Regions from separate parts of the Zea mays genome. Here region 2 is linked to region 1. The links are chromatin contacts, called in public Hi-C maps. All regions are on one chromosome and are shown on one strand. Each heading gives the region's core, a stretch centred on a gene start, on an enhancer-like site or on the middle of the called end of the contact. The rest is flanking DNA. Distances are from core to core; before and after follow the strand shown. Region 1 holds the start of LOC103626471 (U-box domain-containing protein 15). Region 2 holds the start of LOC542369 (catalase 1).

Region 1 (7,078 bases), core at 2,004-4,503:
AAACCAAACTCGAAACGTAAGACAACAATTTAGACAGATTTAGGTCGCTAAATAGTTTAAGGCTTTCTCCAGTAGCTCTCCTATCGTATTTTCTATCTCACTTCATATTTCAAACTCCACTTTATAAATACTATGATATACAGTACAAAATAGTGTTTTACATGACTATATACACGATCTGATGGACACAACCTAATACCCAATGTCTTATGTTGTATAGTGGATTATCTTATATTGGATTGCTGAATATGAGATGTTATAAGAAGAGTACATTTGCCTCTCTTTGTGCATTCTAGAGGGCAGGCATCATCATCAACAACAAGTTCTCTTTTTTTGACACTCTATCAACATGCTTCTATATTTTTACCATATAAGAATTACAACAAAATTCTGCGTGAAGAAATGAATTACCTCATGTTTCTTTCATTTCTCTTGAGGACGAACAGACCTGTCTACTAATTCAATGTTACAATATACTGTGGTTTCATGGCGGGAGCAAAGAGCCTGAGCGCCTAATAAAGCCTAGATCTCTCCTGTAAATTCGAAAAAAAAAGAATGGTTTCTTCCTTAATGCCATCATCCTCTCATCTTAATGACAGACATCACAACACAGATGTTCTTTTGAAACCTCATCTCCCCCTCCTTTTTTCAGTAATTTGGTTTACATGTATATTTGTGCAAAATCATCAGGGTGTTTTGTTTTCATTTACTCCCTTATGGACCCTTGCGAGAAAGCTGAATCAAAGAGTTGGCTTTCCTCTGCGCTCTACTTGTACCCGACTTTGCAATATCAGACAGATGTTCTTGCAGACCCAATCCAAGTGCGTGCGCCATAAGGGAGTTGTTATGAAGACCTAGCTCGAGCAGAACAGATAGTGCACACTCCTTGTTCTTGGGAGTCCCTTCCTTTGTGATCTGAACAAGAATCTCAACAAAAGACGTTGTCCCCACTTCACTTCGACAACCAGGATGTGATGCCAGGAGGAGAAAAATGGACAGTGCTTCGTCTATCATGTCTAGTTTCTTGTCGCCAAGTATTTTCAGCAAAGCAGCCATGATTCCTGCTTCAATAGCCCTAAATTTGTTTGGATGGTTCAGTATCAGATTGAAAAGTGCTGTAGCAGCATCTTTCTTGCCTCTGATTGTCCCATCCCTTAAGAGGTCCACAAGAGGAGCTATACCACCCAAAACCCCTATAGCCGCCTTGTTCTCGTCTATCATAGACAAACTGAACAATGTCGCTGCTGAGTTCTCCTGACCTTCAATGCTGCCATTTTTAAGGACTTCAATGATCAAAGGTAAGGCTCCTCCTTTAGCTATCAGAACTTTGCTGGCCTCATCAATCGATAAGTTTAGCAGTGCAGTCACAGTGTTCTCCTGAATCTTCTTATCTGGATAGGACACCAAGCTAATAAGAGCAGGGAGCCCACCATTCTCAATGACCAGTGCTCTATTCTCTGGGTTTTCTTTGGAAAGTGCCCGAATCTTCTCGGCAGCCTTCCGCTGCACATCGAGATGAACAGACGACAGATCCTTCACCAGCTTTGGAATGTCTTCTTTGCGATCTTCCTGTTCAGCTACAGGCTCGGATTCTCCCTTCTGGATCTCAACTTTATTCTTTTCACACCACTGCAAGATCAAGTTTTTCACCGCAAAGTTTGGTGCCAGTGAAAGATGAGCTAATGGTTGCTGCGTCTTTGGGCAGGTCCGCTGGCCAGCATCGAGCCACTTCTTGATACTTCTTCTCTCATAAGTCTGCAAATCAGGTGAAATATGGATTGTGAGACAATAAATCCCACTTTGCAATCAGGGAACATGTCATGAATGGGCATACCCTCCCGCTCGCGATGATGACAGGGTCAGTCATGATCTCCAGCGATATTGGACATAGGAATTCATTTGGGATCATCAAAGACGGGCATTTCTCCAGATATTTTGGTATGGAGACATCCCCAAGGATGTTCTTCTCGTCGATGCCTGCAATCTCCTTGAACTTGTTGAGGAGTTCTATTATGTGCTTGGTGCTTTCTGGTTGCTGGCCATTCCTCTCGTTGATGAGCTTTTTAATGGCCATAGTCTCCGCTCTCAAATCCGCCAGGCTTTGCAGCTCGAGCTTCTTGGCTAGCCTTTCCAATATAGCTCTATCTGCATTCCCGTCCTTGTTCTGGAGTATCATCATAAAATCCATGGAGAGTTCCATGTCCTGGGTATCACTTCTCTTCTTGCACCTCTTCAGTTGCGCATTGATGAGCTCAACCTGAAATCACCGAAGCAGTTGCGGTTTGCGTCAGATATTCCATTTTACCAAAATGTTGGCACATAATGACATAACACACGCACATTACCTGTTCCTTGACTTCATCGGAGATGCCAATCTCAGAGTAAGGCATCCCATCCAATGCAAGATTCATCTTCTCATACACGGCCCTGAACCGCCCGAGCACAGCCTCGCTCTCCAAAGACTGAAATTTTTAGGACAAGATCATCATTCAAAATGCAATCTTTTCTTGTCAGCACATGGCATAGACTGACAGACGCGAGGTAATAGTAAGGCCCTTATATATTATATAATCCAGCTTAAATAAGTTAAGAGGCAAACAAACAACATAGATTATTAAAAAAATGTAAACTGTATATTTACAATCTTTGAAACAGGCCATGAACAAGAGTAATGAAAATGGCAGCACAGTTCCACTTCGGATGCCCCCAAGAAGAAGGAAATGGCACCCCACTCTATTATTACCAGGAAGATCTTGCTGCCGTCGTGGCAGCAGCGGAGGAGCCGGCGAGCAGCGTGGAATGCACGACCGAGGAGGGCGAGGCGGCGGTAGGCGTCATCACTGAGGGACGGCGCGATCTCGCGGATCTCCTGGATGAGCGGGAGCACGAGCTGGAGCCAGCGCTGGAGACCGAATGACTCCTTGCGCTGCGAGCGGCGGAACTCCTGGAATGACCGCGCGGCGGCGAGGGCGGCGAGGAGGTCCTCCACCAGGGCCTCGTCCGACAGCTGTTCGGACGGGTACGCCTCTGGCTCAGGCTCCGAGTCGCCCCCGGGAGCCTGTCGCGGAAAGATGGACCACGGCAGCATGGATCGGTCGATGTGATAGATGGTGTGCGCTGAATCCTCCAGGGAAGGGAATGGCAAACAAACGGGAGGAGTAGCGGTGGAGGAAGAAGGCTTTTCGCGGGCTGACCTGAATTCCAGGGGAGGGGCCCCTCAAGGGCGGGCTGTCATTCCAGAACTCCCAAAATTAGCAAATGTGAGCAAACCCTATGCATACATCTTTTCTTTTATCTTTATCTTTACTAATATAATAATGCAGCTGCTTCGTTGTGCGTTTCCCATATAACCAGGTTTGAACAGTAGATCATAGTTGTTGGCTCTAAACCCACATTCACAACCACTTAACCACTAGAACACATATGTTTTTATATTTTATACTCTACACTCAAGTATAATATAGAGATTTTTATGGAAAATAGGTGAAAAAAACGCCCACCCATGTCGTGCTCGGACCGACCAAAATCGTGGCGGGCCACGAGCCGCTCTGCAAGTCTGGTCTATTTAGATAAGTATACTCATACACTAGTGATGTGCCCGCGTAGGCAGACAGTGGTATTCCATTTAAATAAGGTCTATCTTAGTGATATATAGCATGTTTGGTTCGACTTTTGTCCATCAGAACCAACTTATGGTCCAACAGATCAAGGAGCTAGGTCGTCAGGTTAAGGTTCCAGCCCATTGAATTGAGGTGCTAGCCATTGGAGCGGGGCAACAAAGAGGGATAGTTGTCACCACCAACGATGATCCCAGAGAACCAATGGCCGAAGAGGCCCACGCCACCGATAGGGGCATGGTGCCTTTTGCATTGTTGCCACCATATAGCATGGGTTGGTGGCGAGAACGTCTCGCAAATTTACATTTGTCATTTTAAATTAAGGGATCTTATTTTGAATTATAAAAATATTAGAGAAGGGGATCTTTAATTTATATTTATCATTTTAAATTAAGAAAACTTATTTTGAACTAGAGATACATTCGAGAAGGGGTCTCTTTCTATGTGTGTTGGGTTTTTACTTCATTTTCTTTTCTTATCTCCCTATTTTTACTCCTCTGTTGTTGTCGTTATTGGTTGCACCATCAACTATTCACCCCCACCGCCCCCACTCTACTCTCCTTTAGTTGGAAGACAATAAAGCTTTGCCCCAATCGTCTCACTTGCAATCATCACAAGTGCCAAGCCAACTATATCTCTACCCCTCTAAGCCCATCGGATATGAAATCCTAACCCAAATCTCCACCACATCTACTATTGACACCTTGTCTACTGCCCCTTGGCCTTTAGTGACCACATTGTCGGTCGTAGTACTTATAACCCTTCCATTACCCTCACCCCCTCTTTTGCTGGTCAGTCAGTTATAGCATGTGTCAAAGGGAACTGAACTTTGAGCCATTACTATAATTGCTTTAGAGTTTGATAACCACTCACAATATTATGGACTAACTAGTTTGCTAAGTGAATGGTTGCAGGTTCATAAGAATAAGAACAGAAGATTCAATATGAACAATAGTCCAAAACTTAGTTAGAAAGGGCATAATTTGGAAAAGAGGAACCTTGAGTGGTTCAAGTGTTTGGATGAGTTATAAGATGCCCTAAGAAATTTTGGAACCTTCGGAAGTGGCTAGAAAGTTTAGGAATGCGAAAAGGGGTTCCAGGAGCTAAGTTTGGAAAAGTTGAGTAGAAATGAGCATATGGATTAAAAGGGATCAAAATGATCAATACCTATGACTTAGAGTGTTTGGATAAATTGAGAATATGTTTCTCTAAGTCAAAGAAGTGCTCAAATGTATAGCCAAATGAAAACAAGAGTGAAAGGAATCGAGACGCCAAAGAGGGGGTTGAATTAGGACTTCTAAAAACTTCGCTCTAAACTACGCCACAAATAAATTCCTAGAACAAAACCTATCCAAAAATCGAAGCTAGGAAGCCATGACCGGTAAGGCCCCTTGACCCGTGACCCATAAATAAAACCATTATTGATGACAGCCCTTGTTGGACAAGGAAAGTGGAATCGTGATGTATTCGTGCGACCCCCCATTGCGGAGATGGGTACTCGCGCACCCGATCAGCCACGCTTATGTCATTTTTTGCTCATCCCTTTTCCATAGCAACTTGACACAGAAAAATATTGCCATAAGTCAAAATTGGGCTCGATGCCCAGATACCCTTCACACAAGGTGATAAAGGCAGCGATATGTTGAATCCCCTTTAGATTCAGGTAATGAAGCTGCACCTACATATAATCAAAAAGAATTGCGACAAAAGTGTGAAGGGGGAAAAGCGAGGCCTCGCTCGTGAAAATGAACAAACAAAACCACATAACCACGAGTCCAGCCACCATCCATGCCGAGAGTCTCGCCATGGTCGAGCAGAGAGAAGAGAGATGGAAGCCGCTATATCGATGGACCGCCCACGCCATAGTTCGGAACTTGGTGAGTGACCGGGAGGATTCATCGAAGACGGAGGAAGCTATACATGGCGTCCGAGAGATGTGAGAGTGTTCGAGGTGCGTGGAATTTGTCGTTGGAGCTTCACCATTCGCTTGGGCTGCCCGTGTGTGGTCGACTACTATTTCGTCAACATATCGATAAGGACTCCTTCATTCTAGTTCGCCCTCGTCCCATGAGCGTGTATCATCAACCCGAACTCGGACCCAATCACCATGTACGTGGGGATTGCTCGCCAGTGTATGTGCTCCATTGTGCACCCGCCCACACTGAAAGGGAATTAGGCTTACACCTAGTTCCTATATAATTTTGGTGGTTGAATTGCCCAACACAAATCTTTGGACTAACTAGTTTGTTCTAGTGTATAAGTTTTACAGGTGCAAAAGGTTCACACTTAGCCAATAAAAAGACCAAATGTTGGGTTCGACAAAAGAGCAAAGGAGCTACCGAAGGCTCCTCTGGTCTGGCGCACCGGACTGTCCGGTGTGCCACCGGACAGTGTCCGGTGCACCACCGGACAGTGTCCGGTGCACCAGAGGAATCCAACTCGTCACCTTCGGGAAAATCCAGAGTCGGCGCGCTATAATTCACCGGACTGTCCGGTGTACACCGGACAGTGTCCGGTGCTCCAACGGGACGCGGCTCTGGAACTCGCCAGCCTCGGGATTTTACGAAGGCTGCTCCGCTATAATTCACCGGACATGTCCGGTGTGCACCGGACTGTCCGGTGCATCCTCGGAGCAACGGCTACTTCGCGCCAATGGCTACCTGCAACACATTAAATGCGCGCGCAGCGCGCGCAGAAGGCAGGCGCGCCCATACTGGCGCACCGGACACTGAACAGTTCATGTCCGGTGCGCCACCGGACATCGAGGCGGGCCCAGAAGTCAGAACTCCAACGGTCAGATTCCAACGGCACTGGTGACGTGGCTGGGGCACCGGACATGTCCAGTGTGCACCGGACTGTCTGGTGCGCCATCGAACAGACAGCTTCCACCAACGGTCATATTTGGTGGTTGGGGCTATAAATACTCCAACCACCCCACCATTCATTGTATCCAAGTTTTCCACTTCTCAACCACTTACAAGAGCTAGGCATTCAATTCTAGACACACCAAAGAGATCAAATCCTCTCCAACTCCACACAAGTCTTTAGTGATTAGTGAGAGAGATTCGCCGTGTTCTTTTGAGCTCTTGCGCTTGGATTGCTTCTTTTCTTTCTCACTTGTTCTTGTGATCTAAACTCCATTGTAACCAAAGGCAAGAGGCACCAATTGTGTGGTGGCCCTTGCGGGGAAGTTTTGTTCCCGGTTTGATTTGAGAAGAGAAGCTCACTCGGTCCGAGGGATCGTTTGAGAGAGGGAAGGGTTGAAAGGGACCCGGCCTTTGTGGCCTCCTCAACGGGGAGTAGGTTTGCGAGAACCGAACCTCGGTAAAACAAATCCGCGTGTCACACTCTTCATTTGCTTGCGATCTGTTTTTCACCCTCTCTCTCGGACTCGTTTATATTTCTAACGCTAACCCGACTTGTAGTTGTGTTTATATTTGTAAATTTCAGTTTCGCCCTAT
Region 2 (7,078 bases), core at 2,446-4,945, 210 kb before region 1:
CAGCAGCTTAGTGTCCTATACCTGTAAACCAGACAGCCTGAGGTGTGGGGGGCAAACCTTGCAGGGTCGAAGGAACGATATCTCTCGCCAGCCTGCTTGAAGTTGTTCTCCTTCTGAATGATGCACTGCAGATTCAACAGTACAAGCAAGGTTTAGAAGGAAGAAAAATTCCAACGATGATTCACCTTCCTTCACCATTACATTATGTAGTATAACGATGTAGCCACAAGCCCACCATAACTCAATATTATTATAACATGAAGGCGCTGTTGGAACTTAATACACACCTTCTCACGACAGCCTGTTAGAACACGGGGAGGAATGGGGACCTTCTCCGCGTGACGGGCGGGATCAAACCTCGAAGGGAAGTAGTTCACCTAAGGAAACAGAGAGGATAGGTATAAGTGCCAGAGAACTCCCACATGTTACTTATGACGACAGGTAAGATGCATCCTACACCACACTTGCATGCAAAAGGGGAAAAGAACTCCAAAGAACATAGTACCTCTTCGTCCCTGTGCATGAAGTTCATGAACCCATCATGGTGGTTATTGTGGTGGGCACATTTTGGTGCATTCACAGGAAGCATCAGATAGTTTGGACCAAGGCGGTGCCTCTGGGTATCAGCATAGGAGAAGATTCTCGTCTGGAGCAGCTTATCATCAGAATAGTGAATTCCAGGAACAATAATCGCTGGGCAGAAAGCAATCTGTTCATTCTCTGCAAAGAAGTTGTCGACGTTCTTGTTCAGGACCATCCGTCCAACGGGCTGCAGCGGGATGATATCCTCAGGCCAGGTCTTGGTGACATCGAGCGGGTCAAAGTCAAACTTATCCTCATGGTCAAGATCAATAGTCTGGATGTAGAGCTTCCATTCAGGGTAATTCCCAGCTGCGATGGAATCATATAGATCCTTCGTCGCATGGCTGTGGCAGGTGCCTCCAACAGTCACAGCTTCATTGTCGAGCAAGCATTTCACACCACAAGTAGGCTTCCAATGGAATTTCACAAGGTGAGGCTTTCCATCCCTGTTGATCAAGGTGTAGGTATTGACACCAAAGCCCTCCATGTGCCTGTAGTTGAGTGGGATGCCAACATCGTCAAAGAGGAAGGTGAACATGTGTAGGCTCTCTGGGTGGTGAGAGAAGAAATCTACTATTCTCCAGTTCTCCTGCAAATTGGTCTTTGGATTCGGCTTGAAAGCGTGGACCATGTCAGGGAATTTCATCCCATCTCGTATGAAAAACACAGGCATGTTGTTACCCACGAGGTCAAAGTTACCCTGAAAAAACGCATGAAGAAAACCATAAGATACTATCCCTCTGGATATAAAAAGGTCAATAAAGTGTTCTAAAAATTGGGTCACTTGAAGGCATCCAACAATTTGTAAAAGAATGTAAACAAACAGCGCAACAATATGTAGGGGAAACTGGACAGAGATGGATTCAGTTATGAAATATCTTTGATTATACTGATACTGGACACAAACCGCACATTATGGTGCCCCAGAGTACTGTTCTTTTAAGCAAAAGGCACTTATATCTGCGTCACAAATAGGTAATCAGAATTTAATTTCATAAAAAGAAGTTCATCATGGCAAGGTCAAAGGTCAACTTAAACAGGAGGAGGTAACTTAAGTTTCAATTACAGAAAAAAGAAAGATACAGTTCATTCCTATGAGAAAAATGACCTAGAGACATCATTTCGTCTGAATAACAGCTCATGTCAAGGACCATCTACAGGGCTAAAGTACACATCACTAAGCAATAGTTGAAATCAGCTAAACGTTTGATATTACATGCTTTCATGAATGCATACAACATACATTGACAGAAAAGTACTTGCCAAGATGTATCATATAACTCACAACGGTTCTAAAAAAGAATGTTTCTTTTTAAGACATAACAAAAAAAAATAGAACAGTTAAGACATGTATCTCTTTCCCCTAGGAGGCGAGTTAAAATTTATCCTCAGTACCTCTCTGGTGTAGAACTTGACAGCAAAACCACGTGGATCCCTCAAGGTCTCAGGGCTTCCACGCTCATGCACAACTGTAGAGAAACGGACAATAACAGGTGTCTGGACCCCAGGAGCACGGAGAAAATCAGCACATGTAAGGTGAGAGACATCATGAGTGACCTCAAAGAAACCCTTGGCACTGGCTCCCCGTGCATGCACAACACGTTCAGGGATACGTTCTCTGTCGAACTGAGCAAGCTTTTCGATTAGATGATAATCCTCAAGGAGGATTGGACCTGTCAAAGAAAAACACATCGTGTGGAACAATATATCAGCAATTGTTAGCTAATAACACCAAAACAGAAAGTGAAGCAGGTACTATACAATAAAACAAACTCCTAAAACAAAAGGCTTCTCATATTTCTGACATATATACTCTGATAGAAACATATTGGTTTCAGATAGGCATATTGTATGTATCCTGTTCCTGCAATTGATGGACACTTTTTGTGGCAAATTGACAATGACATTCAGAAGAGCCAAACAGGGCTTGCAATCACTTTCAAAGCTCGGTCATACATTCTGAACAAAGAAGAACCAAGGATTAAGGTTTCCAGCAGTGATTTAACCTACCCCAGGTAACCATCGAAAGTAAACACACTGTATCAGTAACAATTAACTGTGATTACCCTCCGCTGACTTTACTACTCTCCAAGTGTCCCTCACCTAGGATTATCACTATGACTCCATGATGGCATTTCGTACCGGGAATGTGCTTTCTTTCCCTTAAGTAACGTAATGGTTCGACAGCGACTGGCAAAAATATCAGGACAAAAGCTTCACCTTACAGCTGATACAAGGAATAAGTCCTTTGGGCAAGTCTCAAATTCATTGACGATATTCGGACAGGTGAATCAACGACAACCCGCATGTACAGAGCAGGCAAAATTAGTCACTGGAAATTAATTAAAAGCACATCAAGATGCAAGCTTTGAATGGATGGGAAGCGAAATCCTCTGGCTTCCACGGTGCAATAATAGGCCTCAAAGCAAAGCTAGAACAGATCATTTATGCCTCGGATGGGTCTCGCACAAATCAAGAACATATATGCTACATACATAGTGAGTACATACAGGATCGTGCAAGGGAAAATGAAACCGGGATGGAGAGACGAGACAAATGAAGGCAGCAGCATGTCAGCTACAGGATAAACAGAGAGAGGGGTTGTGGTCTGACCTCGCTGTCCGACGGTGAGGGCAGAGTTGTTGTTCCAGACGGGGGCGCCGGAGTTGGTGGTCCAGAAGCTGGAGTTGCTCCCACTAGACGGGCGGTGCTGCAAGAACGAAGAGTCCCCCAGATCGAGCGCATCAATCAAGTCAGACGAGCGAATGCATCAATCAAGGGCGGAAACAAGATGCGGAATTGATTTGAGGATCTAGCACATAGGGCAAAATCGATGAAGAAAGAATTCTAAATCGAAAAAAAAGCACCTTGTATGGATCCATGGCTGCCGGTGGGATCACGTCGAGCGGGCGGGCCGAAGGGATTGGGGAGCAAACGCCTCTAGACTAGGGGGGAGAAGGAGAAGGCGAGAAGGGGGGAGAAAACAATGTCGGTTCGGCTGGCGATAAGGACGGGGAGTAGGAAGCCGATTTCCCCCCTTTTTTATCTTAAGGAAATGCCAAGGCCCAACTCCCAAGGGACGGAGAGCCGGGAAACAATGGAGGGAGGATGGCACTGCACGGCACGGCGGTGGTTTCGTGCTCTCCTCGCTGTCCATATTGCCCTCTTCCACCTCCACGTGGACTTCTTGGTTACATGATTCAGCCCGTCGGCGAGGGTGGCCTACTTGCAGAGACGAGGGGAACAGACATAACACCCATTTGCAGTTTGCACCCCGGAAGTTTTGCGTACGTGGTTACCACAAACTTTCCTTGCTAAGACAGAATCTTAACGGCTGCTGGAGCGAAAGAAAAACTCTTCGGTAGTACTTTATCTGTCTTTTTTTTATTTGTTCCGATTTAGTTTAAAAGTAAACTAGCAGACGATAACGAAAATAGTCTATAATTAAGGATCTACCTTTTTAAACAAATCATGTCTAAAGCACTAGATTTATTTTAGAGCAACTTCAATTTAGATATAGAACAAGTCCAATGTCACTGGGTTGCGACAACACACAATCATATTTGGTATTTATAAAAATAAATTTAATATCAAAACGAATATATGATCTACATATTAGATATTAAACTGATAAGAATAAATATTATATTTTATCTTAGCCAAAAGACCGAAAAAGATATAAGTTAAAAAAGAGTCTAGACCCTTTTATAACTCGCTCGACCACCCATCCTTCGGTTAGCGAATTGTTACTATGTAAAGCTTTCTGTCGTATTGTGTTTGGATAGATTCTCATGATCTACCTGTGGTGTAGTAGTCTATTGATAGGCGAGAAGTGAGTGACATGAGGCACGACACACGAAATCTAACGGAGTAGAGATTTCTACAAGTACTAAAAATAAAAGTTTGATGTAGCTTTATGGTAGGGTGCGAGAAACCCACCTAGGTTGCCAATTGTGGCCCGATAAGGCCGACTTCAGCAGTAATGCAAAGTTTATTCATAAAAATTGTTTTACACTGTTCTATACTGTAGACTGCACTATTCATAGAATAAAGTTTGAATATGAGTATTATAAAATATTAGAGATAGTCTAACAGTCCTAGAAGCTCATCTTCTTTTTTTGTCCCGTGGACACCTTGGCCCCACACGTTAGACTCTTCATCTTCCTCCTTTCTTTGTGTAAAGTAGAGGACAACAACTCGTGGGTTGGCGAGCGTGACGTTGGGGCGGCGCGTCTGGAGGCAAACACAGTCGACTGGCAAGGGAGATAGGGCAAGAAAAAAAAGTTTGCTCTGAGTGACTTGTGAGCCTCGAGCGAGCAAGTCGAGTCGAGCTAGTCTTTTAGCTTCGTTAGTGCCGAGGTGGCTTATTCTGGCTCACGGGCTATATGAGCTATATCAAATTAATCAACCTACAGAATAATAATGAATTTTAGATAATTTTATAGGTATTTGGCTCGCTCTTTAGCCTTTTATGATGGATATATGACAAATTATAATTTAAATTAATCGTGTTCTTTAACCTTTGATAATGGATAAATGACAAATCATAATTTAAATTACTCGTTATGTTGAATGGTGATTATATATTCCATATTTATATACTATTAATTCACTATATAATGCAATAATATTTATCAAGTTGTAGCTTGAGAGCCGAGCCTCGCTCATTCTTTAGCTCACCAAGTGGGTGAGCCGAGCCAAATTCGATCAGCTACCGAGCCGCACCAAGCCAATCCAAGCTTTGACTTGGCTCGTTTCTAGCCCTAAGGCTATCTCCAGTAGATCCCCTATCACATCATGTTGGCACCGATTGATTTGGTCACCAAACACTAGAGGTGCACCACCTGGTGGTGCCCTCTGCGGCAACGCGGACGGTCTGCGGCCCTGGGCCGGACGGTACACGACCTTTCTACAGGGGCGACTCCTTCCTTGCGTCGCTCTGGACGGTCTGTGCCTTGGACCAGACGATCCACGATGGTGCAGGGTCCTCTTCCTTCTCACGAGGCTCTAGGTCAGCAGGCCACCCGGCACGTCCCCAGACGACGTAGAGTCGCCTAGGGGTTAAAATAGTTGAGGTATAGTATCTTGAATGGACCACTAGATCTTACCCTCAGGAGGGGTATGATCCTAGGGTCGTCTTAGGGTCGGCAGGCCACACAAGACGGATCTAGACGACATAGAGTCGAATAGGGATGGAGGTGGATATGCGGAAAGCTACAGCTAGAACTACGTTACATCTACTCTTAGGGCAGGAAAAGTAAATACAGTAGACTGGTTCGATTGGAATGTGTTTGGGGGTTTGAGAGTACCTAGAGGGGGTGAATAGGTGATCCTGTAAAATTCAACACTAATAGCCACAAAACTTTGTTATGTAAGTTAGAATGGCTAAGTAGCTTGAAACGAGTTCTTGTGAACACAGATAATCAAAGGTAAAGCACACAAGAGACACGCGATTTTTATCCCGTGGTTCGGCCAAGTAACACTTGCCTACTTCCACGTTGTGGCGTCCCAATGGACGAGGGTTGCACTCAACCCCTTTCAAGTGATCCAATGATCAACTTGAATACCACGGTTTTTCTTCCTTATCTCTTTTTCCCGTTTGCGAGGAATCTCCACAAGTTGGAGTCTCTCGCCCTTACAACAAAGATCACAATAGAAGCACAAGAGTAAGGTTGGGGAGCAACACACACAAATCCGCAGCACACACACGCACACAAGTCAAGACTTGAGCTCAAAATGAAGCATAAAGAGTTTCACAAGTAGAACGGAGCTCAAATCACTAACACAATCGATCAAGTGCGCGGAGACGGAGTTTGGGAGACTTAGAATGCTTAGTGAATGCTTGGATGACTCCTCCATGCGCCTAGGGGTCCCTTTTATAGCCCCAAGGCAGCTAGGAGCCGTTGGAGACCAACAAGGAAAGCCAAAGTTGCCTTCTATCGGGTGGCGCACCGGATAGTTCAGTGCACCAGCAGACAGCCACTGTTCATGTCCGGTGCGCGATCTCTTTCCTATTCTGGCGCACACGACCTTTGCAGATTCGTGGCGGTTGGTGCACCGGACACTGTCCGGTGCACATTGGACAGTCCGGTGCCTCCTACCGACCGTTGGCACGGGCCACGCGTCGCCCACGGATTGCGCGGCCGACCGTTGCGCTGGCGACCATTGGCTCACCGGACAGTCCGGTGCACCACCGGACAGTCCGGTGAATTATAGTCGTACACCTCCAAATTCTCCCGAGAGCGGCCTGTTCACCGGAGGCCAGCCTGGCGCACCGAACACTGTCCGGTGCACCAGACTGAGCTGGACTTCGGCTGTACACAGCCAAGTTACTTGTAATCCTTTTCTTCTTTTCTTTTCTCTGTTTCTAACACTTAGACAATATATGTTAGTACTCAAAACAATGTACTAAGTCTAGAAACGTACCTTGTTACATGATTTGCACCTTTTGCTTGTTTGGCACATAATATCTCACTCACTATGTGTTGGACACTTA

What was found. A called contact is a pair of places that touch in the nucleus more often than the background predicts.
Region 2: a Hi-C map of ear shows a contact between it and region 1, with 1.7 times the contacts expected there. The contact joins the promoter of LOC542369 here to the promoter of LOC103626471 in region 1. A contact is called at or near these places in 4 of 25 Hi-C or Micro-C datasets (ear, endosperm, leaf and 1 more).

Annotation. Positions count from the first base shown.
Region 1 is chr5:65,252,673-65,259,750 of Zm-B73-REFERENCE-NAM-5.0, reverse strand. LOC103626471 (U-box domain-containing protein 15) reads right to left here and starts at 3,253. Exons shown (of 4, transcript XM_008646880.3): 1 at 2,744-3,253; 2 at 2,346-2,462; 3 at 1,835-2,257; 4 at 310-1,755. The coding sequence starts at 3,088. The coding sequence ends at 715.
Region 2 is chr5:65,467,453-65,474,530 of Zm-B73-REFERENCE-NAM-5.0, reverse strand. It overlaps LOC542369 (catalase 1), which reads right to left and starts at 3,695. Exons shown (of 8, transcript NM_001254879.2): 1 at 3,450-3,695; 2 at 3,196-3,292; 3 at 1,978-2,255; 4 at 506-1,282; 5 at 288-377; 6 at 58-125. The coding sequence starts at 3,464.